Regions from separate parts of the Triticum aestivum genome. Here region 2 is linked to region 1. Evidence: chromatin contacts called from public Hi-C data. All regions are on one chromosome and are shown on one strand. Each heading gives the region's core, a stretch centred on a gene start, on an enhancer-like site or on the middle of the called end of the contact. The rest is flanking DNA. Distances are from core to core; before and after follow the strand shown. Region 1 holds the start of LOC123105920 (ABC transporter C family member 13). Region 2 holds the start of LOC123105921 (E3 ubiquitin-protein ligase WAV3).

Evidence for each region. Hi-C and Micro-C count contacts between places; a contact is called where the count stands out from the background.
Region 2: a contact with region 1 is called in a Hi-C map of leaf, with 2.4 times the contacts expected there. The contact joins the promoter of LOC123105921 here to the promoter of LOC123105920 in region 1. A contact is called at or near these places in 2 of 5 Hi-C or Micro-C datasets (both in leaf).

What each region holds. Positions count from the first base shown.
Region 1 is chr5A:678,404,579-678,411,527 of IWGSC CS RefSeq v2.1, forward strand. It overlaps LOC123105920 (ABC transporter C family member 13), which reads right to left and starts at 2,759. Exons shown (of 11, transcript XM_044528103.1): 1 at 177-2,759; 2 at 1-93. The coding sequence starts at 2,237.
Region 2 is chr5A:678,692,945-678,699,893 of IWGSC CS RefSeq v2.1, forward strand. It overlaps LOC123105921 (E3 ubiquitin-protein ligase WAV3), which reads right to left and starts at 4,189. Exons shown (of 2, transcript XM_044528104.1): 1 at 3,761-4,189; 2 at 1-1,965. The coding sequence starts at 3,991. The coding sequence ends at 73.

The DNA of each region.
Region 1 (6,949 bases), core at 1,509-4,008:
CATTGGAGTGCCGAAAAGAACGTTCTCCTCAATATTTCCAGACTGTATCCAGGCAGTCTGAGAAACATATGCTGCTGTACCACTGATCCTAACCTGAATAAGGAGCAGAAGGAAAATGTAATTAAACTGTCATTCAAGTTAGCATCAACTCTCTTTATTTTTATGCGTGTACTTACTTGGCCAGACAGCTTGGGTATCTCCCCAAGTATAGAGGACAATAGACTTGATTTGCCAGAACCAATCACACCACAGACTGCTACTCTCATGCCTCTCACCACACTAAGTTGTATATCAGAGAGCGTAGGGTTTGAGCAAGATGGGTTCCAAGAGAAACTGCCATCCCTGATATCGATTGCCTTGTCTGTACTACCCTGTGGAACACTTATTGTTGCATCATCCGGCAACTCTTCTTGCCGTAAGAAGTGAGACAACCTGTCCAAAGACACCCTCGTCTGAGCTATCATGGAGATGAGATCAGGGAAATTCCTCAGAGGCTCTTGAAGGATCCTAAAGGTAGCTAATGCAGAGAGAACACCTCCGGCAGTGAGCTCGCCACCAAGCAATATACAAGTGCCGAAAGTTATGACCGAGACAAAGATTGGCGAACTCCAGAAAACAAACGTAACTGCGGCCTGTGAGTACAAAGCCCACTTGAGCCACCTGCATTCAACATTCCTCATCTCTTCAAGCATTATCCTATACCGGTCCTCCCATGCCTGCAACTTGAGAATTCTCATACTCTTCAAGCACTCTGCAGTCTTGCGCATTCGCTCATCCTTTGCTGCCATCAGCTTATCTTGGTAGTGCTCCTGCAGCTTCGCCACAGGAACCGAGGCAGCAATTGACAGCGCGGTGGCTATCAATGTCGAGACAGTGGCGATCCCGACATTCTTGTACAGGATGGCGAGCGCAAGGATGATCTGCAGTGGAAGCATCCATATGTCATGAAAGTACCACGCATAGTCCCCCACCCGCTGCACATCGACCGCCATGTAATTCACAATCTCACCGCTCGTATGGCTCTGCTTTGAGGCATTCGACAGCCTGAGGCCCTTCCGGTACACCATGGCCGTCAGCCCGGACTTGACATGGATCCCCATGACGTCCACGCCCAGGTACCACTGGCGAGCAGTGAGCGTCTCAATCAACTTTGATACGAAAAATACGGAGGCAAGGATGTAACCTTCATGGGGGAAGGCAATTTTGCCACTGAGGTAGTCCACAAAGTAGCTGATCAGGTAGGGGCCGACATAGGACACGACGGTGTTCACCGCGGCGAAGGCGCCGTTGATGGCCGCCTCCCGCCAGAAGGACTTGAGTATTGCCCATGCCAGCGATGGCTCCTTGTCAGGGCACTCCAGCCGTTGGCGCTCATAGTGACTGCTCATGGCCTTGTAGCAGAACTTGGCACGATCCTTGTGAGCCAGCAAGGGTATGTCAGCCAGCTCGAGCGGCCTCTTGGCCCCAACCGAGAGCAGCGGACTGAGCCATGAGAGCGTTGCAAGGCTGAGGATCCCGGCATCGCCGTAGGGAGTCACCCGCAGGCAGCCGGGCTCCTCCTCGGCACCTCTGCGCTGGCCGCCGAGCAACAGGGGCTCGTGGACACCGGTGTCGTCATCACTGAACTCCAACTCGACACCGCTGGAACCCATCACACCAACCAAGCAGAGGAAGCCGAGGGCCGGCAGCGACGCGAAGTTGGCGACCATGTGCGCGTAGTCCGCATCACGGTCGTCGGCGCCCATGAGGCGCCTGGAGTCGTCGAAGGCGATGGCGACGGAGAGCGCGAAGGCGAGCACCCACCAGACCCGGACGAGCGCCGGGAACCTGCCGCGGCCCCCGGCGCGCGCCCGCAGCGCGAGCGCCAGCAGGGCCGCCCAGGCCAGCGCCTGCACGGCCGGCAGCAGCAGCGCCTCGGCCTCGACGGGCGGCGGCGCGGCCGCGACCTCGTAGGTCAGCGCGGCGAGCTGCGCCAGCAGGACGTAGGCGCAGCAGGCGAGGGCGGCCCTGAACCAGGCGCCCCCGGCGGCGGGCGGCGGGGAGGCGAGGGGCGGCCCATCGTGGACGAGGTTGCGGGCGCGGCGGGGCGGCTTGAGGCAGGAGGCGCAGCGGGAGGCGAGGGCGCGCGCGCCGCGGAGGAGCAGGAGGAGGAGCGCGAGGGCGAGCAGCGCGGCGTGCGCGGCGGCGGCGGCGGCCTCCGTGAGGGGGAGGGGGGTGTGGGCGCGGAGGCGCGGCATTGGGTGGGTGGGATCGGGGGCGTCAGGAGGAGGGGGCGGGGGGCGGCGAGGGGTTTAAAAGGCATTGGGGGCCTCCCACCCGGCCGCTGGCGAGAGAGCTCAGGGCGGGCGGGCGGGCGGCGGGCGCGGATGGGAACAAAGGCGGGGGTTTTGGCCGCTACCGGCTCGCCGGACGAGGCGAGTGACGGGGGAGATTCGGTGGATTTTTGCGTCTAAATGCAGCGGCAGCGCACGGATGGATGGATGGATGGATGAAGGAAGGAACGGGGTGTCTCTCCCGCCCGCCCCGTGCCCGTTGCTGCTACGTGTTCTTGGGCGATCCCGCTCGTCGGCGCTGCGTGTCCGCGCGCCCGTGCCGCGTGGGGGGCGGGGAGATGCGGTGAGGGAGGAGTAGGTGGGTGGAGGTGGGATTTGGGGGTCGGGGGCGACGGTGGGAGAGGAGAGGAGAGGAGTCGAGTCAGGTCAGGTGGTAGGGGGCGTGTTGGTTTTCCACTGAGGAGGAGGGGACGGTTTTTGGGTTGCAGACGGGACGACGACGATGACGAGCGAGGCGGCATTTATAGACACACGGCAAGCAAGGAGAGTTGCGGGTGGGTTTTTCCTTTTCCTCTTCGGACCGTGCGTGGCAGGGTTGGGTTCGCAGTCCTTAATTTTCTTCCGATGATAATATATGTACTAGGAGTATTTATTACTCGATCTAGTCTGGCGACTCTTGTTTGTTTCAGACACACTGCACGTGAACGCATCCTTGCTAAGAGTGTACCACCACCACTATTCTACTGCCACTACCACTGTGTTCCTATTAAAAAAAGGGTGACACATGTGCAGTTAAAACATACTCCCTCCATTCCAAAATATAGCGCGCCCACGCTTTTCGAGGTTCAACTTTGACCATAAATTTAACCCACGAGACCGACTGCGGCGGGATCAAAAATTATATAATTAAAAACTTTTTTTGAATACGAATTCATTGGTATAATTTTTTCGCCCGCCGCAGTCGGTCTTGTTGATTAAATTAATGGTCAAAGTTGAAGCACGGAAACCGAGGACGCGCTATATTTTGGAACGGAGGGAGTAAAAAACTACAGGTATTTTCCAGTAGGAGGAAAAGAGCTTTTAGGAACCTTCATCTCCAAAAGCATCTGCAATCAGAATAGGCAAATATGCCCACCCGGCCATCCCTCGTTTGTGTTCACTTCTGTCCTCGTTCCCTCGTATCCAAAATATCAAATGCATAGGCAAGAATAACTAATGACCTAACAGACACACCCGTCACCTCCGCAGAGGATGGCACCCAATCTCCGCCGCCGGCACCTCCTCCTTTGTGTCTCCCTCTTACGGCGGCTGGCTTACTCCGTCGGGCAAAGCCCGATGGCGGCGGGATCCTCCCATGTGTCGTGTCGTGCGACACCGATGGGTGTGTTGCGTCTATCCAAGTCTGAGCATGGTCGTTGAGATCGTAGAAAAGTGGTAGCGACAACACATAATTGACTTCAATTTGGTTGTGCTCCTCGAGTACCCGGTCTCGAGGTCTCGAGTGAAAATCCTAGGTTTGACCCGAGTGGGTTATTCCTCACAATGGTGATATTTTTGTGTCATATCTTGTTGAAGGCATTGCTCGGATATGCTTAGACATGTTCTTCAGAGTGAAAAACCTAGAATCCGACCTCTGGTGGTTGGATCCGGCTATGAAGACGCTTGAGCATCGCCCTTCATGAAGGTGTTGCTATTGAAGAACCTAGTCATCATGTGATGTAAAGAAATTGTTGATACGGATATGATCATTGTTGTAGTTTGTCGATCATTGTTTGATCGCTTCGGATCTTTTTCCTTTTTTCTCGCACAAATGCATAATTTTCGTCTTGTATGACTTAGCTATTTGCCGGCGTGTCTAGATGTGTGTGCGTTCGTGTTGCCTGTGTGCATCCTAACTATGTATAGGCCAGGTGTGTACTCATTGTGTTTGTATTTACTTGATGCTACATCTGTAAAATTCACCCTTTGTCGAAAATCGAATACATAGGCAAGCATGAAACGTGGATTAACACACGTACTTTCATAGTTCGTACATGATATACAACATAGTTCATATAGAACATATCAAAATAGAACATAGCATAATAAAGTTCATTATACATGTCATTGGAGTACCAAATTTTAGCATTTTCTATAGGACATGGCATAGGGAACTTTATCATATTTGCCATCTGAGTACCAAAATGTAGCATGTTATATTCATAGGATTAGAGAGGAAGTTCAACCACGGACGTCGCAGCCTGATGAGTGATATTTTTACATTCATTTCACCTTTGCTTAAACCGAGATATTTTAATTAAAAAGAGATATTCGCCCCGATATTGATACTAATGAATAATGAATGCAAAGGATTCTCCAAATCCTCTCTTTGATGTGTTTCCACAAGAAATGGACTAAAAAGGAAGAAATCACGTGTGAAAATGGAATGGAAGGAGAATGGAGGAAGAAGGAATCACCAGGAGATGTCTGCGTGAAAACAACACAAAAGACGGCGTTCTGAGCGTTCGTATGGCGTGAATTCCAAGGCAGGTCGTCCACCTAAACAACTTTCGTTAAAAGGACCCCGTCGAAATGTCAACAAGGAGATGAGCACAGAAGCCAGAACCTCTTCACCATCATCCTCATCCGCAAACCCTAGCCGTCACCATCTCCACCACCACCGTAGTGCTCATCCATCCCATTCATACTTGTACATGCATCGCACAAGACATCCATTTTAAAATATATTGCAATCAAACAATCAATCTCAGATGTGTTCTTCAATGTTTTTTTCTCGTGATCTGCTCTCCATATGTGAGTAGTTCGGTAAGGTATGGGTTAAGACTTGTAATCCGAGGTATTTGTTGATGGGATCAATGGAAGACTTCGACATAACGTCCCGTATGTGTGAAATAAAATTGTTTCATGAAGATTTCTCTTGTCTTGTCCGTGATCTTGATCCCCGCAGGTACCCAGGATCATGGAGATCGACCACCGGTGATGCTAGGAGCAAGGAGACCGTGAAGTGTTATACTGAACACCAGTGATAGTAAGGTTTAGTAGGGCAATATGGATCATATCCTTGGGGAGAAATTAGGTGTAGTCATTAAATGCCCGAAGCTCTTGTCTGATTTCATTATCTTAATTATCAAGGCAACCCCGCGCGACGGATAGGGCATGCGGTAGGACAACTGATTCTTCATGCAGGACTCATGCCAGTCGAGATGTTATTTGGACATGTCCCCCACTTTGATCTGCAACAAGCACATCTCGACGGGTGACTTCCAGCGCATAAACTAATATATTGTTTGATCCCAGCACAAATACAAGGTTGTAAGCATAAGACCTCATACCCGTACCTCTTTTTATTATAAGTGTTTGAATCACTATTTGCTTGTCGATCCGGTCAGAAGCTGGATTTGACACTTTGGCGAAAGCTTGCTAGAGACCATCTCTTCAAGGCAATCTTCCTCTCGTGGGTTTGATAACCCTGGGTCACCTCTGGGGAAATAGGTGCGGGATACTCTTTTCTGTTCCAATACCGGATCAATAAAAAGGAGATATCACTGCCCTGGTACTTGCCCTTGTCCTCGTGGTCATGGAAGTAGCGCTCGAAGATGCAATAGCAATGGAAGAACTACCAAAGGGTAACATCATGCCACGACCCAGCCATCCCAGGAGCAATCCTCCACATACAGCCAACCTAGGAAGGTAGAAGGCCATCCAAACAATAGTTTCCTTCAACTTAGACTAGCCAGCCCAACCAACATTTTGTTGCAAGCTCCGGTAGAAGGCCATCCAAACAATAGTTTCCTTCAACTTAGACTATCCGGCCCGACCAACATTTTGTTGCAAGCTCCTCCACTGCGCAATACTGATCGAGATGGATTAGCTCGGCGCCGGAGTTGAACGTGTCGGGCATGACACTAGACATGTTTAGATCCTCCTCTTTGTGAGGGGAGGCCGACTCGGGGCACTGATGGCTCGCGCTTACTCCATCGGAGGCCACAGGCAGCCCTAGCTTTCTACTTTGTCTGGATCCGAATACGGGCATTGATAGCTCACAAGTAGGGGATTTATTGTAGCTCTTTTCAATAAGTAAGAGCATCAAACTCAATGAGGAACAAAAGGAAATGGTCAATAGATTTCAGTAAGAGCCCACTATAAAAGCTGCAAAGATTGTTTGATGGTTTGTTCGATCACATGAACAATTGCCAGAACATGAATTATAACAAAAGTAGACCAAGTTACTTTCAGTAGACAAAAGTATAACAAAAATATCGGAGCAGGAAGTAGACCAAGACAAGCTGATTGTTTTACTTATAGAGATCAAATCGCTCTCATGGATATATGGGAGTTTCACCAAGTTACTTTCATCTAGTTTCATTGAGTTGACATTCATTGCCTTGACACTTTGTTGTGTGGTGGAGTAATGTGTCGTTCTTACTTTAAAAAGCATACTTATGATTATGTCATACCGATGAGTGATATTTTTACACTCATTTCACCCTTGTTTAAACCGAGATATTTCAACTAAAAGTGATATTCGCTTCGATATTGGTAGTAATGACTAATGAATGCAAAGAATTTCACAAATCCTCTCTTTGATGTGATTCCACAAGAAATGGGCTAAAAAGGAAGAAATCATGTGTGGCAATGGAATGGAAGAAGAATGGAGGAGAAAGGAATTACCAGTA
Region 2 (6,949 bases), core at 2,939-5,438, 290 kb after region 1:
TCAAATCACCTAACCACTTCACAGGTTATTTCTTGAAACTTGGTTCTGATGAATAAGCAACGTCAGGTCACGTCACGCCAGCCGCTCGGAGAAAGATTTTGTCGACCTCACCGACCTGCCGGAGCCGCGTGAAGGAGCAACGGTCGGGGAGCGGTTCAGCATTTCAACGACGGCGGGCACAAGAGTCTGCGAGCGGTGCAGCATGTCGACCATCGACGGCGTCTGGTAGGTGTGAATTTGGGTGTTGAGCTCCGTCGAGTCGCCGCGTGCCGTGGCTCTCTGCCATGAGTGTGAGCTCAGGCCTGCCAGCATGAAGGCCCTTCCTGATTCGTCATACCTCCGCCGGCTCTCCACCCTCTCCTGCATCTCCCTCAGCTCTGTGATCAGCGCCAGGCATTGGCTGTCTGAAGATTGTGCTGCCTGTGACTCCAGGATCCTCGTGCGGCCTTCGAGGATCGACACGGCCTGGGAGAAATCGCCTCCGTCGGCTGCAGCCCGCGCAGCGGACATGTCCTCCATAGCTTGAACACGGTGCCACTCGCGCTCAACCTCAGGAGACATTTTGCAGTCCACAGAGTATGCAGGACGCTCAACACTCACTTCTTCACCCTGTACCTGAATGCTCTCTGTTGTAACTGCATCTTGGTATGTACAGCTTGGTTTGATCAGTACAGTCTGCTGCCCCTGTGCAGCTGGGACATGTAGGGTGATCAGAAACCCCCTCTCTTCATCTGCATACAGGTCACCGATATCGACTGACCCGTTACGTCCATCCATGGCTACTTCACTTGCATAGCCGCCTGACTTGATGGAGGTAAGTACCACGCCTTCGTCTACACACTCGACGCCCAGCCGCATCTCCTTGACCACAACACTGAGGAGGCCACCAATACACTGAGCAAATCCGTTCTGTATTGAGCCTTCAGCATCAATAAATGAGAATGTGCCGCTAGATGTCTCAGCAATAGCATGCATCGCAGCCGAGTCATGATCTGCACCGAAACCAAAGGTGTGGATTTGCACATGATTACCTGTTCCAGGCAGGATTGAGGGAGGAACAAGCATGCTGTGGTTTGTCTGAACCCCGTCGTCAAAGGTTGGTACTGAATATGTGTCTTGACCATCTGACAGAAGGATGATGCTGCAAACAGAATTCTTCAGCCGACGGTGCTCAATGACTTTAGCACCCTTCTTTAGCCCATCAGAAATGTTTGTGCCGCCACCATCAACAAGGGAGTTCACAGCCTGCATGGCTTGCATTCGTCCGTTGACGTTCATTTGGCGAAGGGGAAAGAGCCTCCGTGCCGTAGACGAGAAGGCAATGACAGACAGCCGGTCATTGGGTCCAAGCGTCTGGATGACAAAGCCCATTGCCTTCTTGAGAAGCGCAAGTTTGGCCCCTTTCATGCTGCCACTGACATCAAGCACGGTCACAAGGTCAAGAGGTGCACGGGAGCTCACGGACTCCAAGGACTTTGGAGCCTTGAGATGGATCAAGATAGAAAAGACCTTCTGGGTCACTGATTGCTGTATGGCTTGCACTTCTGAATATGTCTTGATTTCAACCAAACCAGTAACTGCATTGTTCTCCTCCACAGTTTCAGACTGAATATCTATTGGCTCATCGTCATTGAAAATGTCTGCCTCAGGAGTACGGAAGACAGGAAATTGCTCCAGCAGATTTCCACTGTATGAGTTGGAAAGCCTGCGGATAACAGCCATGTGTCCGTCGTCTTGGGGCCAATTTACCGGGCTTACTCTAGCTCTCCCATGAGTGGCATCTGCAAGTTGAGGTCCCTGGAAGGGCAGTTCTTTCCAGTCGGCACGGCATATTGGGCAGATATGGTTGCCATGCCTAACATTTGAAGTGATGCAATGGAAATGGAACTTATGGGAGCATTCAGCAGTAAACAGGGCCTGTCCGTGCCCTGTCCTCATACTGCCAAGGCAGATGGCGCATACCCTCTGGAATCAAGAAAGCCAGCGCAAAGGAGTTAGCATGATAGAATCAGAGCTTGCAACTGAGCACAAAAATAAACATAGCTTCTACCCCAATTGGTTATAAAATGTGCTCCGAATGATGCGTAAAAAATGTGCTCTGAAGAATAATGCCATTGAAACACTTGTGTTGACGTACACATCAGACAAGCACACTAACAGTGTTGCAGATTTTCATTCAGCATGCTGCGGATAAGCAAGACTGCATGAGGCTCTGTACAACCAATCAAATGGAAGGGACTTGTCACGCAATAGAAGAGAAGAACTAAAGGTTGGTTATACACTTCTCATGAAAGTCCAAGAGCCAGAATTTGCATAGCTTGAAAATTGGCATCAGGTATACGATATCAGAAAATATGAACCGGAACATCCTAACACCGTATTCTGCTTTCTTTCATTCTTGGCAAGCATTAACAATCAGAGCAGTAAAACCAAAGTAAATTAACATACTCTTTCTTTTTCTTTTTTTTGAAAGAAAGGGGTTTCCCCTGGTTCCACCCATTTTATTGAATGAAACCACAGTAAACATAGTCATGAAGGAGCTCGGGAGCAGTCCAAGTGACTGACCAGAGGAAAATTAACACAGTACTATTTCGCTATATAAAGTGGGTTGGCAATTTGGCGTCAGAAAATATTTTTTATAAGTCAAAGTAATTCACCACGTTGCATAAAGGACTCTGGTTGTTGAAGCCAACTGACGGCCTACCAACCAGTCAACGCACATGGAAAGACAAACGGCAGGAAAAGAATAAATATGAAAATGTTACTGCATGACCATGATACTACAGTTAAAACTTAACAAACTGCACCAGAGGGCATTACAGGTTAAGCCTGCAGCCACGAAATACTTCAGTTGTTCTTCAGTGGCAGTATAACTGTAGAAAAAACATGCAATCTTTCATCAAAGAAAAAACAAATAAGAAAACAAATGCAATCCATCAGCTACAGCTCTGGCCTAGCCTCCAAACTCAATCCGGTGAGCCATGCCCTGGCCCATGGATTTTATATTTATTTAAAATAACATGTTAGGCACGTGGGCAACTACACTAGTATAGTACAGTATAGTATAATCCTCATATGTTAATTTCAGTTGGTGTTCACAAGGTGTAGTACAAGTTGGAAGGACTTTTCAGTTTGGCGATTTCCTTGTGAGGAAAGTTACCGCCTTGGTGGCAGATGATTGGTCAAAACAAAATGAGGACAAGCAAAGAGAAAACAATTGGTAACTGAAAACTGCAGGTAGCTGGTGACAGGCGAGAAAGCAAAAGAATTGGCGTGACTTGTGGATCTATCTATTAACTTGTTCCTTCGAGAAGGATGAATTTCACGAAAAAACAGTTGGGAAATTGGTGAGCACATTCAGTGAATATCACGGCAATAAATATCACAGTATCTTTTAAATAAATTTTAATGTTAATAAGAGAAGGCACACCAAAAGAAATAAATTTCTCCCGATTTTGTTTGTTTGATGGAGATGGCACGCGGAAACGATGAACTCCGTCAAACTCGCACGGTGATCTTTCACTAGTACATGCAGAGATGAGACACGGAAATGATGAACACTGTTTTTTTTTTTTTTTGGAAGGATGACGAGCACGGTCAAACTCCTGCGGCGATCTTTTACTGCTACCGTGGAACAAATCCAATCCCCGCACGATCTTTTCCCCCACGTCTCCACGCGGTTTGGGACGGGCCGGAGCGAACGGAAGAACAAGCAAGATTGGGAAATGGATGGAGATGGCCAAGAAGATGAAACCCTCACCTTGGAGCCCCGGCTGCCGGAGCTGGAGAGCCGCCGCGAGGACACGGACGGCGACCTGGCCCTCTCCTCCTCCCCCGTCGCAGGGCCCGGCGCCGCGGCCGACGGTGGATGATGCGCGTCGCGTCCCGGCGGCGGCGGCGGGGCGTCCTCGATGGCCCTCTGGCGGTCCGGCACGCGGATGCAGAGCTTGGTGGCGAGCGCGCGCTTGGCCCGGCCCCAGGCGTCCGCCATTGCTACCTCCTCCCGAGTCCCGACCCGGCCCGGCCCTCTCTCACGCGCACAGAGGTGGGAAAGCGGAAGTGGGATCGCTCGGCGGAGGAAGCGGATCAGGAAGGGGCGCCGGAGGGAGGGAGGAGTTGGTTGGCTCGGGTCCCGGCTTCCCCTCGTCGCGCGTTCGCCGCGGGCGTCCGTTTCTTGGTTGATGCGGAGCGTCGCGCCGAATAAAACAACGGGGGAGCAGGGGGAACTCGTTCGTGCTTGGCTTCCCCGTTTTGCCCTCGGGCCAGAGGGTGTGGGCGCGCCGGGATCCCCGGTCAGCGCGGGGCGTTTCGGGGATTTCGCGCCCGTGGCGCGGGGTGTTCAACCTCATACTTGGTTGGCTGACTCCTGCCTGTCTGTCAGTCTGTGCTTCGAATTCAGAATTCATCCATTCTCTTTTCTTTTTTGAGGGGAGAATTCAGAATTTGTTCGTGTGCAAGTGAAGAATTGAACTTGTCAGTCGGTTTCACTTGTGCGACGCGAGGAATGTTCAAGGTTTTACGGGGTCTGTTCCGATTCGATTTCGCAGCCGCAGACGAGGCGGCGGCGGCGGCGGTTCGTGTGGCCAGCGGCGACGGCGAGCACGTTTTTGTCACAACATTGGCGTGAATTGATCACATGTCACATTTGCACGTCCTCCATGAAGGTGTTGCTAAACGTGGTCCGAACAATGTATCCTTCAAGGTCATGTGTCAAACGTCCTGGATCGGTCTAAACGTCTGAATTGTCATAAATCGAAAGTAGACCTGAGAAAGGTCAGTGCATGTCCGGACCTATGCCACATAGGCATCCGACACCTCGGACACAACCAAAAACTCGATTCAGAGCCCAGCTTTTATCACTCCGCCCCTCTGTCACTGGTTGGTCTGTACCCGCGTACACGGGCGGAGCTTAGTTGGGACAAAACCGGGCCATGGCCCGCCCATGATTTCCATGACTTTTTTTATTACTATGTATGCTTTACTCAGCCCAGTCCACCATCGAGTATACCACACAGCAGGATCAGCCGTCGCTGCCCGTGTCTCGCACAGACGCAGATCTTGCATGACACAACCAACCCCACCACCGCGCGGATAGCACAGTTCATCACTGCTAAACACAGACACGAGAATGCTCACACGCGTCACCTCACCTTAGTTGTTGTCCGACGCCACAATGTCAGCCTCAACATTCTTCCTGCTCCACGGCTCCGCTCGCCTCCATGCGACCTCGCCATGTCCCCATCCTCCCTCCCCTCCGGGCTTCAGCCTCCGCCGACAACTACCGAGTATAGCCTATGTTCACCTCCTAACATCGATGTTGCTAGGTGATTTCTAATTATCTCTGGAGCATGTGTTTCTATTATCAATTGGTTGAACCGAGCATAACTAATGCATTTTTCTTTGGTGAATCAGTTGGTGTTTGTACCTAATGCTAAATATTTTTTCTTAAGTGCATTTGAGTGCATGAAGATAATTGAAACAAGCTTGCATAACAAGGTACAAGATGAGTATCGTGCTGCTAACTTGTTTGTCAACATAGGGTGAAAAATTATTGACAACAAAAGGGGCTGATTAGTGACTAATGCCTCAAAATTGTGTGCTCTTTTTCAGCCTGGCCCGCCCAACTTTTTCTTTAAAGCTCCGCCATTGCCCGCGTAGTCCGGAAAACGATGTTGCTGCTGTACCACTCACTTCGTAGCCTAGGCCTTGTCGGACCTCCGCCGCTCCACCCGGACGCAAGCTCCGACTTGCCTACGCCTCCTTTCCATCCATGGTTCGACCGCCACCTAGGTACCCTCTGCCCATACACATTGCAGCCCATGGTGGACACCACGCCCCGACAATTGTTTAGCCAAACACCATAGCCAAATTTATTGATGTTTTCTTGTTTACTTTGCATGAAACACAATTGATTCCAACACAAAGATAAGAAGAAGCTGAAAAGGCCGAACACGATGCAGAAAATATTATATTTTCCCAAAGACAAGAAGAATCTAAAAAGGATATGGAGAGGGCATGCATTTGGAGTGCTCCAAACCCGTTTTTGCAATTGTTCGAGGAGATGTAAAAATATGCGATCCATAGACACTGGGGAGGTGATGACAGCTTGTGTGATTATGCACAACATGCACAGACGATGAGCGTGATGGAGTTCGTCACTATCAGAAATTTGAGCGCATGAGTGATCCCACTGAACGCTTCCATAGCAAAATCTAGCGATGTTTGAGGATTTTATTCAAATGCATCAATAGAATCGACATCGAGCAACTCATGAGCACATTTGTGGGCGCTTCGCGGGGAGAACTAAAAAGATGTGTCCGAATAAGTTGAAGTTCAAATTTGAACTATTTTATTAGAAAAGTTCTTGTTTGGATTGTAATATTTATGTTTGAATTATTTTTGCATTGGAATATTTACACAACAAGATTATGGATGAAGGATTGACTATTTTAAATGCTCCAAATGTAGAAAATAAAATAGGCTGGCCATTTGATGCATAGGATTGGATGACCGCCCCGCTACCCATTGTTCGTAGACACGTCGGAACGTGTCTGTGAACGTTTGGGGTGTCCGATCAGTTGGACTGCGTTGGAGATGCCCTGACAGAGTATTCCTTCATTTGGATTACTTGTGAATTTCCAAATCCCAATGTATTGAAAATCATTCATTGCTTGTTCTCCTCATTTTCTTAGGCAATGACAGTGGGGAGCGTGTCTTTCAGGCATGCTCCATGAGACTAGCCACAGTGGGAGTAACTTCAGCAGTAATATCGAGTCCAACTTAACAAATTTGCGTGTGTGACAATGAGTTAATGAAGAGAGAGGTAGTTTGAGTAACTTAGCTAGTTACTGTAACATCACATGTCCCATGCAATATGAGTCTATAACCTAATAAATGAAGCTTTGCATGACATCACACTTATATTACTACCCACTATAAAGATAGTAAC